Regions from separate parts of the Ovis aries genome. Here regions 2 and 3 are each linked to region 1. A link is a contact called in public Hi-C data. All regions are on one chromosome and are shown on one strand. The core of a region is the stretch at or near the end of the contact, and the rest is flanking DNA. Distances in the headings are between cores, read along the strand shown.

What was found. A called contact is a pair of places that touch in the nucleus more often than the background predicts.
Region 2: a Hi-C map of omental adipose tissue shows a contact between it and region 1, with 1.7 times the contacts expected there. The contact joins the enhancer-like site here to the promoter of IER5L in region 1. A contact is called at or near these places in 7 of 16 Hi-C or Micro-C datasets (blood, hypothalamus, liver and 3 more).
Region 3: a contact with region 1 is called in a Hi-C map of mixed tissues, with 5 times the contacts expected there. The contact joins the promoter of NTMT1 here to the promoter of IER5L in region 1. A contact is called at or near these places in 4 of 16 Hi-C or Micro-C datasets (liver, mixed tissues, muscle and 1 more).

Annotation. Positions count from the first base shown.
Region 1 is chr3:7,288,391-7,291,763 of ARS-UI_Ramb_v3.0, reverse strand. It overlaps IER5L (immediate early response 5 like), which reads right to left and starts at 1,723. Exons shown (of 2, transcript XM_042245542.1): 1 at 1-1,723. The coding sequence starts at 1,510. The coding sequence ends at 293.
Region 2 is chr3:7,011,646-7,015,098 of ARS-UI_Ramb_v3.0, reverse strand. LOC121818990 (a long non-coding RNA gene) reads left to right here. Exons shown (of 3, transcript XR_009599737.1): 3 at 968-2,750. Among named protein-coding and RNA genes, the nearest start is that of C3H9orf50, 120 kb to the right of the region's middle. Within about 2 kb of position 2,183, at least 44 of the 54 cell types and tissues checked have an H3K27ac peak or open chromatin away from gene starts, as enhancers often do. A contact at or near this core is called in hypothalamus, liver and tail adipose tissue, where this site is marked.
Region 3 is chr3:6,889,761-6,893,177 of ARS-UI_Ramb_v3.0, reverse strand. NTMT1 (N-terminal Xaa-Pro-Lys N-methyltransferase 1) reads left to right here and starts at 1,575. Exons shown (of 4, transcript XM_027966313.2): 1 at 1,575-1,720.

The sequences.
Region 1 (3,373 bases), core at 474-2,973:
CTCGCTAAACACCACTGCAATCACTACAATAATAATAAAAAAAGAGTAGGAGAAACACAAAGCATACTTAAATAGGCGCTTTTTCTCTCTGCAAAAATAAAGTCCAAGATCTTAGATTTCTTTTTTTTTTTTTATTTTACAATTTATAAAACATCAGTCGTCTCCCTCTGCTCACCCCCTGCTCAGCCCGGAGTGGCCGGGCGCCCGTTCGTTCCCTCCTCTCGCCCCTTGGCCGAGTCTTTGTCTGGCCCCAGCCCCGCGGGGCCACGGGTCCCCGTGCCCTCGGGGGTCCCTAGAAGGCGACAATGGCTCGAGTCCAGGCGCCGAGGCTGGCGAGCGCCTGCTTGGCGCACAGCTGCCCGTTGAGCGGCGGCGGCTGCTCGGAGGAGTCCGGCTGTCGGCTCACCAGCCCGGAGAAGCCCGAGCCAAAGATGGAGATCAAGTTTGAGATGTTGGACGCGTCCGGGGACGAGTCCGGGCAGAAGTCCTCGAAGCGAGCGCGCTTGCAGGGGGCGAACGGGACGCCCCCGGGGGGCTCGGCCCCCAGGTCGCCTGCATCCTCGTCGTCGTCGTCCTCCTCCTCTTGGCCAGGGTAATACTTGCGCTTGCAGCCGGTGGCGGACGCCAGGCCGGGTCCCGGGGCGCCCTGGCCACAGCAGGGGCAGTGGGCGGAGGCGCAGCAGTCCTGGTGCAAGTAGCCGTTCTCCACCGTGGTCACCACGTGAGTGTCCAGGTCCAGCACGGTGGTCTGGCTGCTGCAGTGCACGCCAAAGTCCGAGGGGGCCGGGTACGCGCCCCGGTAGAAGCCGGGGGAGGAGGCGGGGGCCGGGGAGGAGGGCGGGGAGGCGGCGGCCGCGGCCTGAGGGGCGGCCCCAGGGGGCGCGGAGGGCGCGGAGCAGGCGGCCGAGGCGCGAGGGTCCCGCGGGCAGAGAGACGCGGGCGGCGGCGGCGGCGGCAGCGGCGCAGGACCCGGCTGCAGCGGCTCCAAGGGCTGCCCGCGGTGGGGCGCGCCGTGCGGCGGCTGGAGCGCGGCGCACCCGGGCAGCTCCGAGAGCGCCCCCGCGCCGCCCGCGGGCGCCCCGGCCGCCGCCGCCGCCGCGCAGCCCCTGGGCGCCGGGTGCTGGTGCAGCTGCTGCTGGAGGTGCAGCTGGTGGAGCTGGTGGAGCTGGTGCAGCTGGTGACGGGCGACCGGTTCGCGCGCCTCCGCGTCCCCGCCGCCGCCAAGTTGGAGAGGGCCAAAGTCGGCCGCGCTAGCCGGCATGCCCGGAGCCGCGTACGCGAGGTGCTGGTGCTGGTGGTGGGGCGGCTGCTGCTGCTGTTGCTGCTGCTGCTGTTGGCGCCGGTAGAGCTCGGCGTAGCGCTCGCTCAGGTAGAGCTGGCGCGCGTTGCGGAGCACGTAGGACACCAGGAGGTTCTTGTGCAGCTTGATGCCGCCGCGCTGGGTCCGGGAGCTGTGGATCTTGCGCAGGGAGATGCTGATCAGGCTCTGGGCGTCCAGGGCGCACTCCATGCTCCCTTGAAGACGGCGGCGGCGGAGCAGCCGCGGCCGTTGCTGCTGCTAAGGCTGCTGCTGTTTCGGCTTCCAGCCGGCCTCCGGGACGCGCTGGGCAGGGGAAACGGAGCCCGGGTCAGCGGGTCGGCTGCGCTCCGAGAGGAGCCGCCACCATGCGCTGCGCGCCACCCGCGGGATCGTGCTCCCCAGACGGCGCCAAAGCAATGAGCCTCGGCCGGCCCGGGCCCCAGCTATTTAGCCGGGCGTCCGGGCCCCGCCCCACACCTGATGAGCCAATGAGAGTGCTCCAAACCTCCCGAGTGACAGACGCTGCCCGCCCCGGGGCCTCTAAGCTGGCCAATCAGACCAAGGCGGTTCCTTTGTGCTATTCAAATACCGAACGGACCCGGGGCCTCCAACGCTGCCGCTGCCTCGAATGTTCTCCTGGGGCCGCCGCGCCGCGCGGGACTTGGAGTCACGGGGGCCGCTATCTGCGAGGTGGCCGCCTCGCAGCCTTCACGTTGGAGCCCGTGGCAGCCCTCGGCCTAGTTCCTGGGAGCCCAGGGTCGGTTCACCTGCGTGCTGCTGCGACGGCTCCTCCCCCTTCCGCATGGCTGGGCCTCACCTGCGGCAGGTGCGCGCAACTCCGACTCCCGGCCACGCGGCATCTCCTTCCTGATCTGTCGCACCCCCGGGTGACCCACTGGACCCAAGGCTTTTGCAAGAGCCTCGTGGGACCTGTGGGGACTCCTCAGGGGAAAGAGATTTCGAGGTCCCCTCAGTCGCTGAGAATGTGGGATCTGACTCTGACTTTTTGGTCGAGGGGCCTCAGAGAACACTCGGAGAAGGGCCGTCCTCTCCTTTGGTCTGACGGAAGAACCCCAAATTTTGATCTTTTGGTGAATTTTGATCTCCCCAGATGGAGAAGGCTTGGAGGCGTGCCCCTGGCAAACGCCTGAGGTCTAAAGGCGGTCTGAGAGCAGACATCCAGTGTCCTAATCACCGGTCCTGTAACCTCTCCTTTCTTTCCTAACTAATAGTAATGACAATAGGGACTATTATGGTGTACCTAGTATGGGGGAAGCCCTGCCAGAAACGCCTGACTCCTTCCCCGAGACTGCCTGCAGATAGGGACCTCAGTCTTAGAGAAGGATGACACTCGGGAAATCACGCAGTCAAGGAAGTCGCCAACTTAACTCTTGTTGACACTGTTTTCCTTCTTGTCCTGAATCGTTCATGGGGCCACCTCCTTCCAGCTGGGAGCTGAGACGGTGGGGATTTTCTCCAGGGGGCTCTTGATCTGGACTGGTTAGCCTGAAAGGGGGTGACTGCTGCTTAGAGTGTGTGTGGGGAGGTCCAAGGCACCTGGGTGGGAGGGTCTCTTTGAAGTGGCCAGGACGTTTGCCTGAGGAGGGGGTCCTTGAGTTGGCCCTTGAAGGAGAAACAGGGTTCACAGGGAGTATGAAGGCTGGTGGGCCTTGTGTGTTGGGTGGGTGCTGGGTGGGAGGAGGGCTCAGAGGCAACCTTCCTTCTGTTTCACCCTCTCCTTGGGGTTTCTTCCGAGTCTCTTCTTTCATTGGGGCTGTTGTCCTCAGCACCTGCTTCATCCCTTGGCAGGAGTAAAGGGACCCAGCCAGCCCATCCAGTACTCTCTCGGTGTCCCCTCAGATTTAAGAATTCTCCAAGTTTGTTTCCTCCAACAATTTTTCAGCATCTACTCAGTGCCAGGTAGCAAGGTTAAAAACAGATTTAGGGAGAACATACCCTATTTTTCAGATGAAACTTGGGGCTCTGACAGCGGAAGGGACTTGCCTGAGGTCCCACAGCTCCAAGTCCAGTGCTCTGGCCTTTGCATGCCATTTGTGCACAATCTCAAACTGG
Region 2 (3,453 bases), core at 934-3,433, 280 kb after region 1:
ACAGTGATCTGTGAGTCTCACTCATCAGAAGGCAGTCAGGTGCCCTGAAGTGGGCGGAGACAGGGGTCGAGTCCCAGCGTTGCCCTCCACCTGACCGTCGACCTTGGGCAAGTCTGAATGAGATGGAATAGGACTGAACAGCTCCCGTGAGTTGAACATGTCAGCAGCTCTCTGCTTCAGCCCAGTGCTGGGTGTTTTACACACACTGTCATCTCACTGTTACTCTTGGAGGGAGGTGTTAGTATTGACTTTATTTTCCAGATGAAGTAACGGAGGCTCAGAGAGGTCGATTGAATTTCTCAAGGACACACAGCTAGGAAATGAGAGAGTCAGGATTCAAACCTGGATCTGCTGTCTTGGAGACTGAATCCCTAAAGAAAAACCAAACTGAACACTTAAAAAAAAAATTTTTTTTTTCAAGCACCTACTATGTCTAAGACATCGAGGTAGGTGGCAACAAAAGGAAGAATGTGCGGAGAAGCTCATAGTCGAGTGAGAACACATGACTCTGATGACACCCTCGTGAAAGCTAGATTTGAAAAGCACCACCATGAAAGGACCCCTGGGGCTGTGGGGCACCAGGAGAGAGGTGAGGGGCAAGAAGGGCAGGAGCTGAGAGAGGGGGCAGAGGTCTGACAACAAGGAAGCCTGGTCTGGAGCAATGTCGAGTTTTGGCAGAGGCCCCTAGAGGCTGGCATAGCAAGGGCAAAGGCATGGCAGCTTGAGAGGAGGTAGTGTTGCTGAAAGCCTGGAAGAGCTGCCTTTGCTGTGTACACGTGGGAACCTCTGCAGGTCTTTGAGCGGAGGTGGGTATCATCCCATAGGAGTTGGAAAAAGGCAGTTCTATAGGCAGGGAAATGTCCTGGAAACCTACACCCAGAAGACCGGAAGGACAACTCAGGATGCACTATGGGAACTTTTATAGTGTTTCCTTCAATTTTTATTTTTATTTTTTTGTCTTGTACAGGTATAACTACTCCAAAAGAAAAAAAAAAAAGAAGAAAATTTTCAAAGGAGAGAGGAGAGCTGGGAGGCACAGACGTGGGAGGCTGCAGCAGGACTGAGCCAGGATTGGTGGACCCAGGCCACCTCTCTTGACTCCCGGCTTTCCGGCATTTTGAGTTATGGGCGATCTGGCAGCATCTTCTCAGAGACAAGTGGAGCCGAGGCTGTGGGACCTGGAGACCCTCCTCTGACCTGGAGCCTGAGCCTCCCCTGATTGACAGCTTCAGCCTGTCCCTGCTTGCCCCAGAAGACTGTCCTTACCAAACTCCTCCCCCTTGTGGGACACAGGCTGAGCCTTAAATCCCCTTCTGGGCTAAATGGGGACAGTTATCCCAGGGGCCTCCTTCTGTCCTTGAGGACAGACTGTCCCCTGTAGGAGCACCGGGCACTGTGCTGGGTGTTTTAGGGACAAGTGTCTCTTAATCTGAATAGAATCCAGCAGAAAAAGGAGAAAAAAGTATTGCTCTTCCCAATGGACAGATGCGGAAAAGGGGCTCAGTGTCTTGCCCAAGCTTCACAGTGCAGGTGGAGTGGGATTCTCACCCAGGATGGGCTCACCCGAGAGTCCTGACCACTAGGCTGTCCTGCCTTGGGCTCTTCAGGAGAAAGTCCACCCCTCCTGTCTCCTCAGATCTCTTGCCTTTGGCCCGCTCTGGTTTCTAGAAGAGGGGCTACAGTCACCCCCCCCAAGCCATTCTCTGCCTGGGATGCCTTTCCTCCTCCTTCTCCCCGCCATTTACCAGGCGAACTCCTACTTGACTGGTGGAGCCCAGCAAAACCCTGACTTCCTTCCCAGAGAGTCCCAAACTGTACCTCCTGTCCCCTGATCTGTGTTCCCACAGAGCTCCCCAAGAGTGGGGAGGGAAAGCTCAGGGGACGTGGCTGGGACATGAGTTCCAACCCAGCCCTGCCTGGGCAGAAGGGAGGGTACAGTCAGCTTGTTCTGGGTGCTCAGAAGGGCAGGACTGGGGCAGAGTGGACGTGAGAAGGAGGAAGTCCTTGGCTCACCCAGGAAAAGATGGATGGGCCACCCCTGTGACTAGTTGGCTTAGAGGCCAGGAGAAAGACAAGTTCCAGAAGGAGAGGGAAGCAAAGATCCAGACTGTCTAGCAGTGTCTGGCTGGCTCTCCACTAGCCCAAGACGATAGCCAGGCCTTCCCAGTGTGTGTGCAACTGGGCCTCTGTGGCAAGGCTGGGGGTGGAGGATTATGTTCTGTGCACAGGAGCCCTAGACGCCTACGCCCAGTGAGCATGTGCACAGAGAGACAAAAGCCTCCCCTGAGAGCCCAGAGACCCCCACCCTGGGGTGGAGACAAGCAGCATTGGGAGCAGAGTGGTGTGGGTTCTTCCTAAACTCAGAATCCCCAGTGCTGAGAACAGTAACTGGCACACAGTGGGCTCCTGCACATTGGTTGGATGGATGACTGAGTGACTTCCTGATCCCAGGCCCAAGGAGGAGGACCTGACGTTTGTCTGCCTGCTCCACTGTGAGGCAAGACTGCTTGGGTTCTGTGAGCCTGGGAGAGGCGGGTGTGCAGGCAGGCTTCAAAGGACCAGGAGGCAAGGGATGGGGACCAGGAGCACCATGGTGAAGCCGCTCTGTCTCTGGTGAAGCACTCTCTGATCCCTGGGTATTCACAGCACTGAGGAACTTTCAGGTACCCCCAGAATCCCCAGCGGGGACCCCCACACACAATTCCACGGTGGTCATTAAAGCTGGGTCTGTGGACTCAAATGTGTCCCTAGCTAGACCAACGCCTGTTCTGGTGTGCTAAGGGGCCTGATGGAGCCCCCGAGGCACTGGTTTGCCAGGCCACCCACTTCCAGGGGTGACTTTGCACCAGCCCCAGCCTCTCTCCAGGCCTGTTTCCCCACTTATACAGTCAGATCCTGTGACCCCCTCTCCCTGCCCGAGGTCAGACCTCGCGCACAGCTGCCTTCCCCCTCTGACTGGCAAACAGCCCCTGGGACTGCCCGGGGATGCATGGACCTGCCTGGGCACACGCGTGCACACGCAAAGGCACACACACAGGGTTAGGCATGTGCACACAGGCCCCTGCTCCCACAGGTACACACGTTCACACAAGCAGACACACTCTCACACCCTGCAAGCGCAACCCACCCTCACACTCAGCCCCCCCCGCCCCCCCCCGCCGTGTGTCCCGGCCCTTCCCTCCCGACCCTCACCCTTGCCCAGGGCACTCACACCAGCTCACACTCACTCACGCTCCCTCACACACACCCCACATAGGCTGGGCACCGACAGTTGGCGCGGGCGGGGCTGGGAGCGGGAGGGAGAAAACCCGCGACTCCACCGGGGAAGAGGGGTGCGGGGGGTGCGCGGGCGAGGGAAATGACAGCCCGCGGTCCCCCTGAGTCCCGGCTCATGAATATTAATATGGCGGTAATTAAAATGCAGGGACGCGGCAGGATGGATGCGGTGCCTCC
Region 3 (3,417 bases), core at 326-2,825, 400 kb after region 1:
AGATTTATCCTCCTGCCATAGAGGTGTGGAAAATGAAGCTTGGGAGAGGGGTCCGAGGCCAGGGAATCAAGTCTAAACTGGAGTGCCCTAGGGAGTCATGTATGGATGTGAGAGCTGGACTATAAAGAAAGCTGAAAAATAAAAGCTTAGTGCCGAAGAATTGATGCTTTTGAACTGTGGTGTTGGAGAAGACTCTTGAAAGTCCCTTGGACAACAAGGAGATCCAACAAGCTAATCTTAAAGGAAATCAGTCCTGAATATTCATCGTGGAAAGACTGAAGCTGAAGCTGAAACTCCAGTACTTTGGCCACCTGATGTGAAGAGGTGACTCACTGGAAAAGACCCTGATGCTGGGAAAGATTGAAGGCAGGAGGAGAAGCGGACGACAGAGGATGAGATGGTTGGATGGCATCACTGACTCAATGGACATGAGTCTGAGTAAACTCTGGGAGTTAGTGATGGACAGGGAGGCCCATGGGGTGGCAAAGAGTCAGACATGACTGAGTGACTGAACTGAACTGAAGGGAGGATGCTACATAATATGGACAGATCTGGGGACTCAATAGCAGGTCGGGGACTTCCCTGGTGGTCCAGTGGCTAAAACTGTACTCCCAATGCAGCGGGCCCAGGTTCAATCCCTGGTCAGGGAACTAGATCCCAAATGCAACAACTAAGAGCCCACATGCTGCAACTAAGACCCAGCTCAGCCAAATAAATATTAAAAAAAAAAACAAAAAACGGTGGGGCTTTTCAGGGCACCCCACTGCCCCACTATAGCTTTCACTTCATTAGAGCAAACACAATTTAAGCACCTCCTGTGTGCAGTGTCCAGGAGGCACTGTAACTCTAAGCCAGGATATCAGTTTAGGAAAAAAGAATTTATGATAAATATTGTGAATATTATGCTATACATGAATACAGTGACCAATATTATGAATCAGTTTCTATTTACCGACAGCAGGCTCCACACACAGGGCTGAAGGCTCAACTCACAGTATCCCACAGATGTAACCCTCGAGCATTGAAAAATGAGCAATTATTCTGTGCATCTGGCGGAAGTAGAGACTGAGGCTTGGAGAGGTTCACAAGGTCTTCCACCTGCAAACTCACATGTTCATCTCGACTGCTTCAGGGACCAATTCAGAATTTGTGTTTGGGAGGAACCTAGGAAAGGGCAACCTTTTCGAAATGGAAACATCATGGACTTGTTCCGCTTATTTGGAGTGGCAACCCCTTGGCATTGTCAAGGGTATTTTTCCTTTACTTTTTTTTGGATCTGTATATTTTAAGGATGTTAATTGTTATGGGTAGAGTTAAGGCTTGAATAAGGCTCTCTCCCCCGCCTCTTTTTTTTGTAACCCAGTGGAAGACCCACAAAATGCTCTTTTTAAGCCTGCTCCAAGTGAGCTGGTGCACAAGCCGGAGGTGGGATAAGCTCTGCGCAGGGAAGTTGTCGAGTTAGGGCCGAAGCCCAAGGGTGCGGGGTGGGGGGGGGAGAGGCGGGGACAAGTCGCGCGCGGGGCGGAGCCCGAGGCGGCCCCGCCCTCAGAAGAGCGGAAGTGACGTAAGTGGGCAAAAGCGGCGCGCGCCGCGAGGTGTCGCTTCTAGCCGAGGTTGGACGGAGCTGGTCGTGGGCAGGTGGGGGGTCTTTGCCGCCGCCGCCCCCCTCTTTTCCGCTTCCCCGTCCTCTTCTCCCGCGTCCCGGGAGCCCCCACCCGGGGTGAGTAGCGCGAGGCGGAGCGGGGTGGGGCGGAGACAGTGGCTGCCGGGAGAGGGGAGGCCCCGGACCCCAACCGCCTGGGTGCCCTGAGGCCTCCCCGGTTCCTCACGTGACCCGAGCGCGAGCGGGCTCGGCCCCACGTGCGCGCTCGCGGAAGGTCCGCCGGCCGGCCCTGGGCCCCCGGGGTCCCGGGGTGGAGGAAGGCTGAGACCCCGCAAGCCTGATCAGGGCACTGGCCCCACGCCGACTCCCGCCGCCGCAAGTTCCTTTCCCTGTCTGAGCCTCAGTTTCCCCTGTGCCAGACGGGTAAGGCGCGCACCCGCAAAGGAGGGTGGGTGTGAGGATTCAGGAAAACCGCTCAGATCACAGTCGGGCACAGGGTATCGTGCCCGTTACACAGGCGTCGCTCTCATATTTCACCTTGGACCCGACCCCAGTGACGGCTCAACAGAGGTGCTATTTCAAAAGAGAGCCCGCCGGCCCCCCGAGCCCTTGGAGCCAAGGTCAGCCTGTTGGCAGAGAGGCTGCCATAAATCTGAAGGCCCAAGCTCTGCTGCCCAGTCAGCTGCGCCTCTCTGGATCTTGGTGTGTCTGTAAGACAAGGGTTAGAAACAGCTGGTGTCAGAGGCCCTGCCAGTGGGGCTGGGCTGTACTGCACGTGGTCTGGATGTATAGAGTCTGCTCAGTGAGATGGCCTGAGCCCCTGGGAGAAAGGGGACCTTGAGGGGGGTCAGAAGTCTGGATTCTGTCCTTGTTCTGTTCCTGGTTTCCTGTGTGTGTGCATCGCTCCATTTTAGTGAATGGTTTTTCTGTGTGTACCAGGGACTATGGGAGGGTTGGAAGTAAATACATGTGGCATGCTTTGGTGGCGACCAGAAGCCCTGGAGTCACCAAAACCTTGAGGGTTTCTGTGCTTGCATGGCTGGAGGCTCGCTCCCCTCTGCTGCCATTGGCAGAGCCATGTGAGCGACTGGATTGACCACCTGCAGTAGCAGGAATAATCCCTTAGGTGTGATCAACACGCCACGGTGTATAAGGGCCTTTCAGTACATTTTCTCATTAGATCTTCACACTTAGCAGAGAGAATTGATGAGCATATCATTGGACAGAGGTTGTTTTTTTTTTTTTTTTTTTTTTTTAAGATTAATATGTGCCCAGCAGTGTCTGGATCACTTTTCACTTTTATATCCACATTTAATCATCACAGCCCTCCTGTAAAGTCAATATTGTTCCCATTTTATAGATAAAGACACCTGCTTAACTGAGGTTATGTCTTAGCTTGCATAGCCAGTGGGAGGCAGAGCCAGCGTTCAGACCTGGTTCATTCACCATCAGAGTTTAATCTCCTCCTGTCTTTGTTGCGTCTTCCTTGTTTCCTCCTTTACGACATGATTCCTTTAAATGTCAAGGTCCCCTGAATAATCTCATTTACAAGAATTCCACTGACAGGTAGTGACAGTTCAGACACCGTTCTCTGTCACGGATGCTGGAAGAAGAGTAGTTGCTGGGGCGGCTGCTCAGGGTCAGTCACCCTGAACACCTTGGAGTGGGGAGATGACCATGAAGGATGCCCAGACACATTCCACTCTGAGAAGCAGAAGTTCGCTAATGAGCAAAGGGTTTCTCTTCTCCTCTGAGCTCGTTCAGAGCACTCACGAAGCCAGACTGTGCCCAGGCCCCTTCGCATCCCTGCGGCC